Regions from separate parts of the Hordeum vulgare genome. Here all the other regions are linked to region 3. Evidence: chromatin contacts called from public Hi-C data. All regions are on one chromosome and are shown on one strand. The core of a region is the stretch at or near the end of the contact, and the rest is flanking DNA. Distances in the headings are between cores, read along the strand shown. Region 1 holds the start of LOC123447811 (serine/threonine-protein kinase STN7, chloroplastic). Region 2 holds the start of LOC123447801 (putative clathrin assembly protein At2g01600). Region 3 holds the start of LOC123447752.

Evidence for each region. A called contact is a pair of places that touch in the nucleus more often than the background predicts.
Region 1: a Hi-C map of leaf shows a contact between it and region 3, with 5 times the contacts expected there. The contact joins the promoter of LOC123447811 here to the promoter of LOC123447752 in region 3. A contact is called at or near these places in 2 of 6 Hi-C or Micro-C datasets (leaf and seedling).
Region 2: a Hi-C map of seedling shows a contact between it and region 3, with 4 times the contacts expected there. The contact joins the promoter of LOC123447801 here to the promoter of LOC123447752 in region 3. A contact is called at or near these places in 3 of 6 Hi-C or Micro-C datasets (leaf and seedling).

Annotation. Positions count from the first base shown.
Region 1 is chr1H:483,127,190-483,131,343 of MorexV3_pseudomolecules_assembly, reverse strand. It overlaps LOC123447811 (serine/threonine-protein kinase STN7, chloroplastic), which reads left to right and starts at 1,613. Exons shown (of 10, transcript XM_045124495.1): 1 at 1,613-2,045; 2 at 2,147-2,236; 3 at 2,609-2,728; 4 at 2,846-2,947; 5 at 3,511-3,679; 6 at 3,760-3,853; 7 at 3,956-4,049. The coding sequence starts at 1,662.
Region 2 is chr1H:483,028,106-483,032,259 of MorexV3_pseudomolecules_assembly, reverse strand. LOC123447801 (putative clathrin assembly protein At2g01600) reads left to right here and starts at 2,362. Exons shown (of 15, transcript XM_045124484.1): 1 at 2,362-2,612; 2 at 2,772-2,841; 3 at 3,036-3,133; 4 at 3,861-3,999; 5 at 4,088-4,154. The coding sequence starts at 2,523.
Region 3 is chr1H:482,731,820-482,735,622 of MorexV3_pseudomolecules_assembly, reverse strand. It overlaps LOC123447752, which reads left to right and starts at 1,702. Exons shown (of 4, transcript XM_045124408.1): 1 at 1,702-1,974; 2 at 2,467-2,552; 3 at 2,670-2,793. The coding sequence starts at 1,969.

The DNA of each region.
Region 1 (4,154 bases), core at 364-2,863, 400 kb before region 3:
TTGTATGGATCGAGGCCTCGGCACGCCGGGCATCATTTTTGCAAGTAGAAGAAACGCCATCGCGATGTGGATGAAGTGCAGTCGGCCTCTTCACGGAAGTGTCCGCTAGCATCACGTACCCATGCTTGTCGTCCGTCTCTTCATGAATGATTTGATGAAGTGATTCTAACATAAGGCAGAATGGATGAGATTCCTTTTAATCACAAGAAAACAAACGGAATTAATATTCTGATGATTAATTTCCTGTAAGAATGCATGCATGGAACATGGCGTTGCCGCTGCATGTCGCTGCTGCTACACTGCGCCCCGTCATTGAGGAAATGATGATGCTGCAGGGAATCTGAATATGCAGTGATCCAGGGCCAAGCCAAAAATTGCCACCGTCTTCTTGAATCAAGTAAAAGTTTGATCCATTCTCAGTGATTTTCTGTCATGCAAAAAGAAGATCGCTCTCTGTTCTCGAGAGAGGCGATGAATGCGCGCTGATGCTAATCTCAAAACGAAAACCAAATTGTCCTTCTGATGATCGATTTCTCCAATGGATGCATGCATGCCTATGCATGCGACCTGATGCGCCGGCGCGTATAGCGGCTGTAGCAGCCCCTGCAACATTTTTGACGACGCAACGCGTTGTGCGCTCAGCATCCCCTCGCCGTTGCGTGCTTTGCATCCGCTGCGACCTGTGGACGGCCTCGCGCGGGGTGTGGCGCGGGCGGCGGCCACGGCACGAGCGGACGCAGAGCCGGCCTAGCGCGGGACGCGGCGCTGCCGGGCGGCAGCCACCGATCTTGGCCCTCTTTCTGAGCGGAGAAGACTACGTGCTGATAACGTGTTAGAGTAAAACGAGATTGAATGAAAGTGAATAGACGATTAGTCCTGATTTCTATTGATTCTCAAGTATATATACATGTGGAAGAGGTGCGAAGAAGAGGTGTGTGTTCGGAGGCATCCCTGCAGAACATGTGCATGTTGGCAATAGAGAGAGAGATGAGACACGACTGTTCGGGGTTGGACACGTCCCTTAGCTAATTAATCTACTAATTAGTTTCTAACAGGGAGCACAGTAATTCGCATCCCAGATATTTTGTCACGGCGCAAACTCGACCAGTAGTCTGGCCGTGTGTCAATCGCACCGAGGTTTGCCGGTCCAAGCCTAGCCACTCACAAGCTCAACCCAAGGCGATGCTTCTCCCCTTCCCCGTCTCCCCACAGCCACAATTATCACCGTCATTTCTTTGGTGTTTCTTTTCGCTGCATGAATAAATAGTCTTATTAGTCGAGTTATATCTCCAGTTTTCCGGACTTACACTTGCAGTTAATTTACACGTAGATCACTCGCGAAAAAAATACAGTAAAAAAAATTACACGTAGATAAAAATGCTTGATGGAGTCACCAGCTCCACTCCAACAGTCACTGACATGTGGGTTCACAAATTTATAGCTGCCATTTTCCGAAGAACCGAATTCGCACGCGCGCCAGGCACCGGCCTCGTCTGCGAATGACAGGCGGGCCCGAAGCCACGTGGCGCGGACATCCGCTCCCACACGTTGGAGTTTTTTTTTTATCGCGACGATAATATAGGAGTAGTGGCGTGGCCGCATTTTTTAAGCGGGAAAAAATAAAGGGAAAAAAAAAGAAACGGAGACGAGCAGGAGCACGCATGGCCACCAGTAGCCTCGGCCTCTCCACCTCCTTCCTCCCCGGCCACGACACCCGCCTCCGCCGCCGGCGGCGGGCGGCGGGGGGGCCCGCCGCGGCGTCGTTCCGGCCGGTGGTGGCGTCGGCGGAGCTCGGGGTCGAGGTGGGGCGGCAGCTGGTGGAGGCCGTCGGCGTGGGGCTCCCCTGCACCGTGATGGCCTGCGGCGACGTCATCTACCGCAGCACGCTGCCGCACAACGACGGCCTCACCATCACGGCCCCCGGGGTCGCGCTGGCGCTCGCCGCCGCGTCCTACCTCTGGGCCACCCCCGGCGTCGCCCCGGGCTTCTTCGACATGTTCGTCCTCGCCTTCGCCGAGCGCCTCTTCCGCCCCACCTTCCGCAAGGTGCTCGATCTGCTGCCTCAATAAGCGCACGCATGGCCCGGCCCCCGCGACCCACCGGATTCGTTCGTACTGTGCTGATTGCTGTCGTGCGCTTTGAGCAGGACGACTTCGTGCCCGGGAAGAAGCTCGGGGAGGGCGCGTTCGGGGTCGTGTACAAGGCGTCCCTGTCTGACCCCAAAGTTGCAGAGAAGGTGAACACCTGTGATTTATATGCATGTTTTGCTTCAATTTTGGTAGAATTTGGGCAAATGAAGTTGCTCATGAGTCATGAATGAAGTGAAAATGTATCTGTGTGCACATGTCGACAAGCTCATTCAGCATTGATTGATTTCCTGGTTCGGTAATGGTACTCCGTTGCGTAGTTGTTGCTGAGGCAGAACTAAAAGGTTTCAGATGGATAGCTAAAACGCCTAGAGCTCCGTCAGAAATTTGCAAAAACAAGCTTCCGCAGAGTAGTAAAGAGGAGTGCGACTTGTACAGTGCATATGTCAGTTAAGTGGACTGTAAACCAACCGGGCATACTATGATACTAATGCACACCACTTGTTTCGACTATCTTCAAGCAAGGTGACGTGGTCGTGAAGAAGGCGACCGAGTATGGCGCGGTCGAGATTTGGATGAACGAGCGCGTCAGGAGGGCATGCGCTAGCAGCTGCGCAGATTTTCTTTACGGCTTTCGTGAGGTATTCGTACTCTGGGTTGAATGCTAAATCATTTTGTTTTGTTACCATCTCGTGGAACTACCTTCGTTTGCTAGTATCTGATCGATTCCTAAACTCACAATTTGAATTGTTTCCTAGAGCAAAACCAAAGGTAAGGGCGAGGAATACTGGCTTATTTGGCGCTATGAAGGCGAGGACACGCTTTCTGCTCTCATGCAAAGCAAGGAGTTCCCTTACAATGTAAGTGCATCAGACTTAAAGCAGAGTTTTTAATCAGCCAAGTCGCTTGCTCGCATTGGCTTCACTTAACCAGTTCTTAGCTGTAGGATGCTGCATTTCGTTGTTGGCATATACTGTAGGCAGTTAACTGATTCTAGCCCTTGGTGGTGAGACCTGAGTTATATTAGTCAGCTGGGTTAACTTACTGAGCTGCACCAGAAACCTTGCAATTAACTAGGTGGTAAATGAACAGTACTGTTTTTCCGGAACTGTGCTACCTTAGTGACCTAAGTGGAGCTTTTGAGCTCATATAGGGGTGATTTAGCTCCAGGTCTCTAATTTATGAAGAAATACTTTGCTAGATATAATGTAGGAATTGACAACTGCGGTTAGTGAGAACAGTCGGTTAGTTTCCTTCCGTAACGCCATCTTCTCATTGCATGACAACCATTTCTTCTTCTCTTCTATTTGTAAGGCAAAAGACATTCATGTAATGTAATTGTGAATTCGACAGTTCCATAACAAAAAAAAAAGTGTGCCTTGGTGCATTTTTTGACAGTTCATATATGTTTGCGATTGATCAGGTTGAGACTAAGATTCTCGGAAATGTTCAAGATTTGCCAAAGGGAATAGCGAGAGAGAATAAGATTATCCAAACGGTGATGGGACAACTCTTGTTTGCCCTTGATGGACTTCATTCGACGGGGATTGTTCACAGGGACATAAAACCCCAAAATGTGATATTTTCAGAAGGTAATAACCAAGCCATACATTGCTTGCAGTTTCATGCTAAAATCTTCTGTACTAATCAATTCACCTTTCTCCACTGGAAGAATCTCGCACCTTCAAAATTATCGATCTTGGAGCAGCAGCTGATTTACGAGTGGGCATCAACTATATTCCTAAGGAGTTCCTTTTGGATCCAAGGTAATTAAGCTACCCTCATGATTCAGAACTGTATTGCTGGAAAAATATTCCAATATAACTGATTACTAGGGGTTCGCTTGAATCTTTACCCATGATTTGCAGGTATGCTGCTCCGGAGCAATATATCATGAGTACGCAAACACCATCTGCTCCCTCTGCTCCAGTTGCAACTGCTTTATCTCCAGTTCTGTGGCAGGTATTCTTTAAAAGTTTGAATTCATGATGGAGCTGTTTACCTCTCCCTCAGTTTACGACAATTGTTCCAATCAACATAATTGCTTGAGCTGATGCAACGATTTCT
Region 2 (4,154 bases), core at 1,113-3,612, 300 kb before region 3:
TTCCAACAGCCCATGAAGCCTTGGGGCGTGACACCCCTCCCGATGGTCCCCGGCACCCCTCCCGGCACTCCCGGTACACTACCGATGAGCCCGAAACTTTTCTGGTGACAAAAACAGGACTTCCTATATATCAATCTTTACCTCCAGACCATTCCGGAGCTCCTCATGATGTCGGGGATCTCATCCGGGACTCCGAAAAACTTTCGGTTACCAACACCTATAACTCAACTATACCGAAATGTCACAGAACCTTAAGTGTGCAGACCCTGTGGGTTCGAGAACTATGCAGACATGACTTGAGACACTCTCTGGTCAATAAACAATAGCGGGACCTGAATGTCCATATTGGCTCCTACATATTCTACGAAGATCTCTATCGGTTTAACCTCTATGTCAAGGATTCAATTAATCCCGTATGTTGTTCCCTTTGTCCTTCGGTATGTTACTTGCCCGAGATTCGATCGTTGGTATCTCCATACCTATTTCAATCTCGTTACCGGCAAGTCTCTTTACTCGTTCCGTAATACAAGATCTCGTGGCTAACTCCTTAATCACATTGCTTTCAAGGCTTATTGTGATGTTGTATTACCGAGTGGGCCCCGAGGTACCTCTCCGTCACACGCAGTGACAAATCCCATGCCAACCCAACAGACACCTTCGGAGATACCCGTAGAGCACCTTTATAGTCACCCAGTAACGTTGCGATGTTTGATACACACAAGGTATTCCTCCGGTGTCCGGGAGTTGCATGATCTCATGGTCATAGGAACAGATAAGTTGACGTGCAGGAAACAGTACCAATAAACTGACACGATCATATGCTACGTTTATAGTTTGGGTCTTGTCCATCACATCATTCTCCTAATGATGTGATCCCGTTATCAAGTGACAACACTTGTCTATATCAACGAGCTAGTCAACTAGAGGCTTACTAGGGACAGTGTTTTGTCTATGTATCCAGACATGTATTTGTGTTTCCAATCAATACAATTATAGCATGGATAATAAACGATTATCATGACCAAGGAAATATAATAATAACCAATTTATTATTGTCTCTAGGGCATATTTCCAACACTGCATGCCTGGCACGGGCCCATTTAAGTAGTGCCGTGCCCGATCCATGGCGTGCCGTGCCGGCTGGCTCGCGGGCTGGCCTGTTTAGCCTGACCCGTTAGGCCAGCTATAGTTTATAGATACAGTTGAGACCTATCATCGGACCTGAAGCTGTTGTTGAAGACTAGGGTCATGGTAGGTCATGCCATAGGGAGGAGCAACGGAGGGAGATGGGCCCTACCAGACGTCCATGTCACCGATGATGATGATGAAACCTTACAAGCACTCAAAACCATTATCAAAGTTTGCCATTTTTTCCTTTAGTTTTACTATTCATCACGAACTCATTTGAACTCGCAAGTATAAAAGAGACTTTCAGAGTATATGATTGCTTCCCCATATGTTGTAATTATCGTGGTAGAGAATGAGTACAAATTAGGCTGTTAAAATGAGGTCTTAAAAAACATTCACCATGATCCACATTAATTGTTGTTGACCACCAAGTAGATGAATGCATACATAAGAGCAACTCCGACACATTGACCCAAATAGTCCGTCTGTATCTGTATGCGTTGCCGCATGATACTTCTTCAACATATCTATAATTTTTTACTGTTCCATGTTATTATATTACTCCCTTCGTCCGAAATTGATTGTCGCAAAATGTATAAAAAATGAATGTATCTAAAACTAAAATACATCTAGATATATTCATTTTTATGACAAGTATTTTTGGACGGAGGGAGTATATGTTTTGGATGTTTTATATGCATTTATTTGTTGTTTATATTATTTTTGGGACTAACCTATTAATCTAGAGCCTAGTGTCAGCTTCTGTTTTTTTTACATTTTTAAATATTGCAGATAAGAAATATTAAACGGAGTTCAAACGGAATATAATCTCTGAAAAGATTTTTTTTGAACCAGAGACACGCAACAGACTTGGAGTAGGGGCAAGGCAATGCCTTTCGCTGGATGCTCAAGTCGACCCATATGAAAAAGCGGACGTGCATGTCCGTCTGACCGACCTAAACAAACGGAAAACGAATAAAGCGGTGGTGCATTCGTTTGGATCGGTGCGTTGGAGTTGCTGTAAGGATATATTTTTACGAGTTTGGAGGGGGTATTCCACAGTAATAAAATAAAAAAAGGGAGCAATATTCCCTCGAACCCACGGAATTTCTCGAACCTTCCGCTCCCACGCGTAGAGCACGAGACAAGACGCCGTCAATCACCCGAAGCTGGCAGCCTCTGGCACGGCACGGACGCCAACTTCCCAAAAAGCACCCCCATCTCCCCCATTATCACACACTCCCCCACAGGTCACACGCACTGTCACACCCCGCCCCCGTCTCCGCGAAACCGTCGCGAACAAACAACCAACCCCCCACCCCAAAAGGCGACACAGCCAGCGCGCGGCGGCCGGAGCCGAACCCGGGGAAGGGGAAGGGGAAGGGGAAGGAGAAATGGCGTCGATGCAGAGCTGGCGCAAGGCGTACGGCGCCATCAAGGACACCACCACCGTCAGCCTCGCCAACATCAACTCCGACTTCAAGGTCCGCCGGATCCGGAGCGCCCCCCCTTTTCCCCGCCCGATTTTTTTTTTGACCTAGCTCTGTGCCCGAATCCGTCGGAGCCCACGGCCGCGCGGGCTGGCGGCGTGGCGGGAGGCCTGGATCTGCGCGGTTCTGATTGAGGAATTTTTGTTTTTGTAGGATCTGGATGTGGCGATCGTGAAGGCGACTAACCACGTGGAGTGCCCGCCCAAGGAGCGCCACCTGCGCAGTGCGTTCGATTTCCCTCCCCACGCCCCCTATATTTTGCTTGGCCTAATTTAGAGTAATCCGGGGCTCATAATTAGATCGTGCCTCAAGGTGCCAGGCTCGAAGGGGGGAGGGGATAAGGTTCTGTTATCTATGTTTTCTGTTGGGGCGGGCTGGTGTTTGATTGGTCGTGTGTGTGTGGTGGTGGCGGTGCAGAGATTGCTGCGGCGACGTCCATCGCGAGGCCACGGGCAGACATCGCCTACTGCATCCACGCTCTCTCTCGCCGTCTCTCCAAGACCCGCAACTGGATTGTAAGCTCCATTCCTGTCCATTTACGGTTTTGATGATGTTGCCTTGGATGATAGCTTGATCGCATGCATTTCGGACTCCTGAATGGTATCTCTCTGTCCTGTATAATGAGACTGGTTCTTGTGGCCTCTTAGGAAGCGTTCAGTAGCAATTTGCAGTTGCTGTATTATGTTGCCAGTCTGTAGCTTCCCTTGTAAGATGTAACATATATATTGGCTGTTGTTATTTCTCTTTAGTCTATGGATTATGTTATGTGTTGATGTCGTTGGATTTTCCATTGAGTTACTTTTATATTGCTTGTTGTGATTTCTCTTTAGACAATAGATTCTGTTCTGTGTTGATGTCGTTGGATTTTCCATTTGAGTTACTTTCTGAACATCCTGTTGACATAGACTGTGAAAATGTTAGTACTGTTGATTATATCAAAAAAGATGGAAAACCATACTAAATGCTGGAGCCAAATGTGCGATCTTACAACGCCATAGCTGTCGATTCTGCATCCATTATTGCTCCACTTTGCTGGTTGTTTCAACTCCCATCATTTAATTCAGCAGTGCTGTATTCTCATAAAGCCAAAAGTGATAATTGTGAATGTAGTCCTGCATAGTTAGGTTAGTAATATCAACTATCAAGTTAAGCTTGCACTCTAAAAAGACAAAATCCAGAAATCTTTCAGAATATTATAAGCAGTCAATTGATTTTCGCCATCCCTTCTCTTGTAACGTACAGGTAGCACTAAAGACACTTGTAGTGGTTCATAGGCTTCTACGAGAGGGGGACCCTACATTTCGGGAAGAGCTTCTTAATTTTACACAAAGGGGGCGTATTCTGCAGCTCTCAAACTTCAAGGATGACTCCAGTCCAATTGGTTAGTATCTCTTCATTTGGTAGGAAATACCGTTGGCCTGCTCATTATCCTTTGATTTCCCCATGTACTAAGATTGTGTGTTGTCCAGCTTGGGACTGTTCCGCATGGGTTCGCACATATGGTCAGTTTTTGGAGGAAAGATTGGAATGCTTCAG
Region 3 (3,803 bases), core at 453-2,952:
TCATTGTGCATAAAAGCTTTGAGTTTATGCTTGCAACTGACCTTCTTATTCTACTAGAATTGTTGATACATTTGGTTATTTTTCATCTTTGGGGGTATCAGAAAGAATATATATAGATCAGGTTCAGTGCATTTAACACATGACTTCTAGTTCATACATTTGACTTCTTTTTGTTCACTGTGCATTTTATTTCTGCTTGCAACTATCTTCTTTTTTCTAGAATAGTTGATACATTTGATTTTTTATCCACACACCGACATGTTTACACTCACACTGAAATGGCGTCTAAGCTTTTTTTTTTCTGCCTGGAACTGACTTTTATTTACATAATAGTTTATACATTTGACTTTTTTTATTTTGGGTATCAGAAAGAACATATATACATACATTTCAATGCATGTTTTTTTAGATGCTTTGGACATGTGAGAAATAAAATGGATATATGTATGCATTAGTGTAGCTAGTGCATAGCACGGGAGGGCCGTGGCACACCCAGAAAATTGATTTTTTTTATCATGTTATATTTTTAGATTTTGAGGTCCAAAAACAGCAGCTCATTGGGCTGAGCCTAAGAAGGCAGTTGGCCGCTCTCATAAATTCATATCCTATCCCTAATAAAAAAATCAATTCATCTCCTATCAAGACAACGACGGACACGATACCTAAATCGAACTCTACTCGGCAACAACAACAGACACACACAATAACCACTACACCGAGCTCACCTTGTCTACTATTATCAGGAAAGAGCTCTATTTGAGCCTTCTTCTCGAATTCTTTTGACTCTATAAAACCCTACCCAGTTCTTCCTTTCATTCTAGTTATTTAGTTTAGATATGTGTACTATATAGTTTCTGATCCTTATCTATTTATTCCATGACCAAAGTATGAAAGACCATGTTATTTTATTTGTCCTTGATTATCTTTGCTTTGCATTTTAAGCGTCCACACTTTCCATGTTTTGTGTCACGCTCCGCCTCTGCTCTTACGGACAACTATAGCCATTACGATGATCGATTTGATATGACGACTTTAACTAGAATCGCTCCTATGTACAATTATAGCTGGCCAAACGAGTCGCTTTGCAAGCCAGCCCATGAGCATGTGTGCCTGACACGTAACGGGTGTGACTAAACGATTCGTGCCTGACCCATGACATGTCGTTTGCCGTGGTCGTCCGCCGAGGCAAGGCCCGCGTGCCGACACGACACCGCATCTATTTATATTCTTTTACCAAGTTATTTTGTCCAAAGAGCCAAAAATTATCAAAAAAACGACATAAAAGACCAAAAAGCACGCGGGGTAGCCGACGCCCTGGAGGCGAGCCCAGCGTGCCGACACGGGAAGGTCCGCTTAGAGCAAGTACAATAGAGCTGAGTCAGCTGGCTATAAGAAATAAACTAATATTTTTTTATTTAGTTAGAGGAAAGAGAAGAGGAGAGAGAAGGCATTTTGTGAGTATGAAAGGTGAACCATATAATAAAGAAATAGTACACTTTTGCAATGAACTATTGTACATGTTAACTATAAAATAGGCTATAGATGACATGACAATAGCTTGTAGCTTATAAACGGGCCTCCGCATGCCGTGCCGTGTCAGGGCCAGCCCGTAGGCCACCAGAATGTCTCTATCCGCTAAAAGAAAAAAAAGCCTGGGCTGGTCTCTAACTCTCTATGACCGTTCCCACCAGCTCCTTTCTTCCCCGACCAGACGAGCAGAGCAGTACTAGGGTTTTGAGATTTCCCGTCGCCAGAATCGGCCGCCACCTCGTCTCCGCGAGCACCCGCCGGCGCCTTCCCTCGCCCTCGACGTCTTGCGCCCCGGCGACCCTCCCGTATCGCCGTCGCTTGCCCGCCCCCTCCTCCTCGAGCACCACCGCTGTCGATCTCTACTCGCGCCGCTCGCAGATCTGATTCCGGGGCTCCCGGCTCTCCCATCCAGGGTCAGGGCCGTACCCGTCGGCCACCATGCAGGTCAGCAGTCCCTGATCAATCTCTCTGTGTTGCTTATTCTCTCCAAAATATTCGACGGTGTTGCTTAATCCCTCATCAATCTCCCCGAAAAACATTTTTTGGGTCGATTTATTCTTTGTCGGCTGACTGAAATGATTGATAAACTTAAAATCTGTGCTATATGCTCTTAATATCCAAAGCACTTGTGGCTACATTTACCTTTCGTGCTGTGTTGATGGTTAGCTTCAAGTAGTCACAATGCTAGAGCTCACATGTTGTATGTTTTGAATTGCACTCTCATGAATCATGATCTTCATTTTTTGAATCATCTTATTTTGAGCAATTCTGTTCAATATCACCAGATCGCCGAGTGGCCACTTTTCTTCTTTTAGCTTGCTTCAGCTTAAAGGCTTCAACTAGGCCATAGTCTTCCAATATAGTGTCGTTTTATAATATACTTTTACATTTTAACGGCATCGCTTGTAAGATCTAATAGAAATCACCATTCTGAAGGCTAGCGACAGGTTCAACATCAATTCTCAACTTGAGCACCTCCAAGCCAAATATGTCGGAACAGGGCATGCTGACCTGACCAGATTGTAAGCATCTCATCTTTTGTATTAGGAATGTTGCATTAGCTAGCTAAATGGTAAGAATTATTCTTGATTGGCATGGTCTGGTAGGATATTAACCGTTAACATGTCTTTGTATTGCAGTGAATGGGCTGTAAATATCCAAAGAGACAGCTATGCATCTTACATTGGACACTATCCAATGCTAGCATATTTTTCCATTGCTGAGAATGAATCTATTGGAAGGGAGCGTTACGAATTTATGCAGGTATATGTGAAAGAGATGTATCTTAACTCATCTACTGAGTTTTAGCTGCAAATCGTGTAGGACTGAACGGTTGTATAAACGTTGATGTAAATTAAAACTAGTATCACTACTGAATTATGTTACTTGATTGCATTAATCTTTTACTGGTGGGATGCTAGTCTTGCTTTGGGTACTTAAGCAGTTTCACTGATTTTTATGGAGCTTCTGTTTGTATCATAATTGGCCTTTTTTTTATCATGAACATATACCTTGTAAGCGCTGTTATAATGTATCATCTCACAAGCTCATTAAATACCAGCTTGAAGTTATTTTGTTTCCATGCTGCCAAAGAATATTTTAGTGATGTGTGACAGTTTGAGGTACTTCATGTTTATAAATAGATGTGAGATACACCCCCTGTGTTCTCACAGGTTCCATAACTCTTTAAGTGCTATGAGAAACACTTCATGTCTATAAATAAGTGTTGTTTCAGAATGCTCAGAGTCTAAAGTTATAAGATTGATACTAATATACACATAATTATTGACATATTTCTCATCAAAGGGGGAAGAATGTAGCTTCAAGAGATTTCATATATCAACTAATTGGTCCAAATTCAAATGTTGGACCAATTGTTTCACACTTATGCATCTATATGCCCTTGTATTAAATGGCGGAAGCAAAACACACTGGACTGCAGCTTCAATTGTTTCAAACTTATGCAAACCTTAATTCAAGCCTAGCTGGCTGCATTTTGTTAAACACATACTCCCTCTGTTGTTAAATATAAGTCATTTTAGAGATTTCAATGCGAACTACATACAGATGTATATAGACATATTTTAGAGTGTAGATTCAATCATTTTGCTCCGTATGCAGTCCATATTGGAATCTTTAAAATGACTTATATTTAGGAACGGAGGGAGTATTTTACTATGTACTGTTAAATAGTCTATAGTTTAAAACCATGTGTACATTCTGCAGTATGCAATATGGATAAGGAGAGCCAACCTGGTTATCTAATGTCAGGA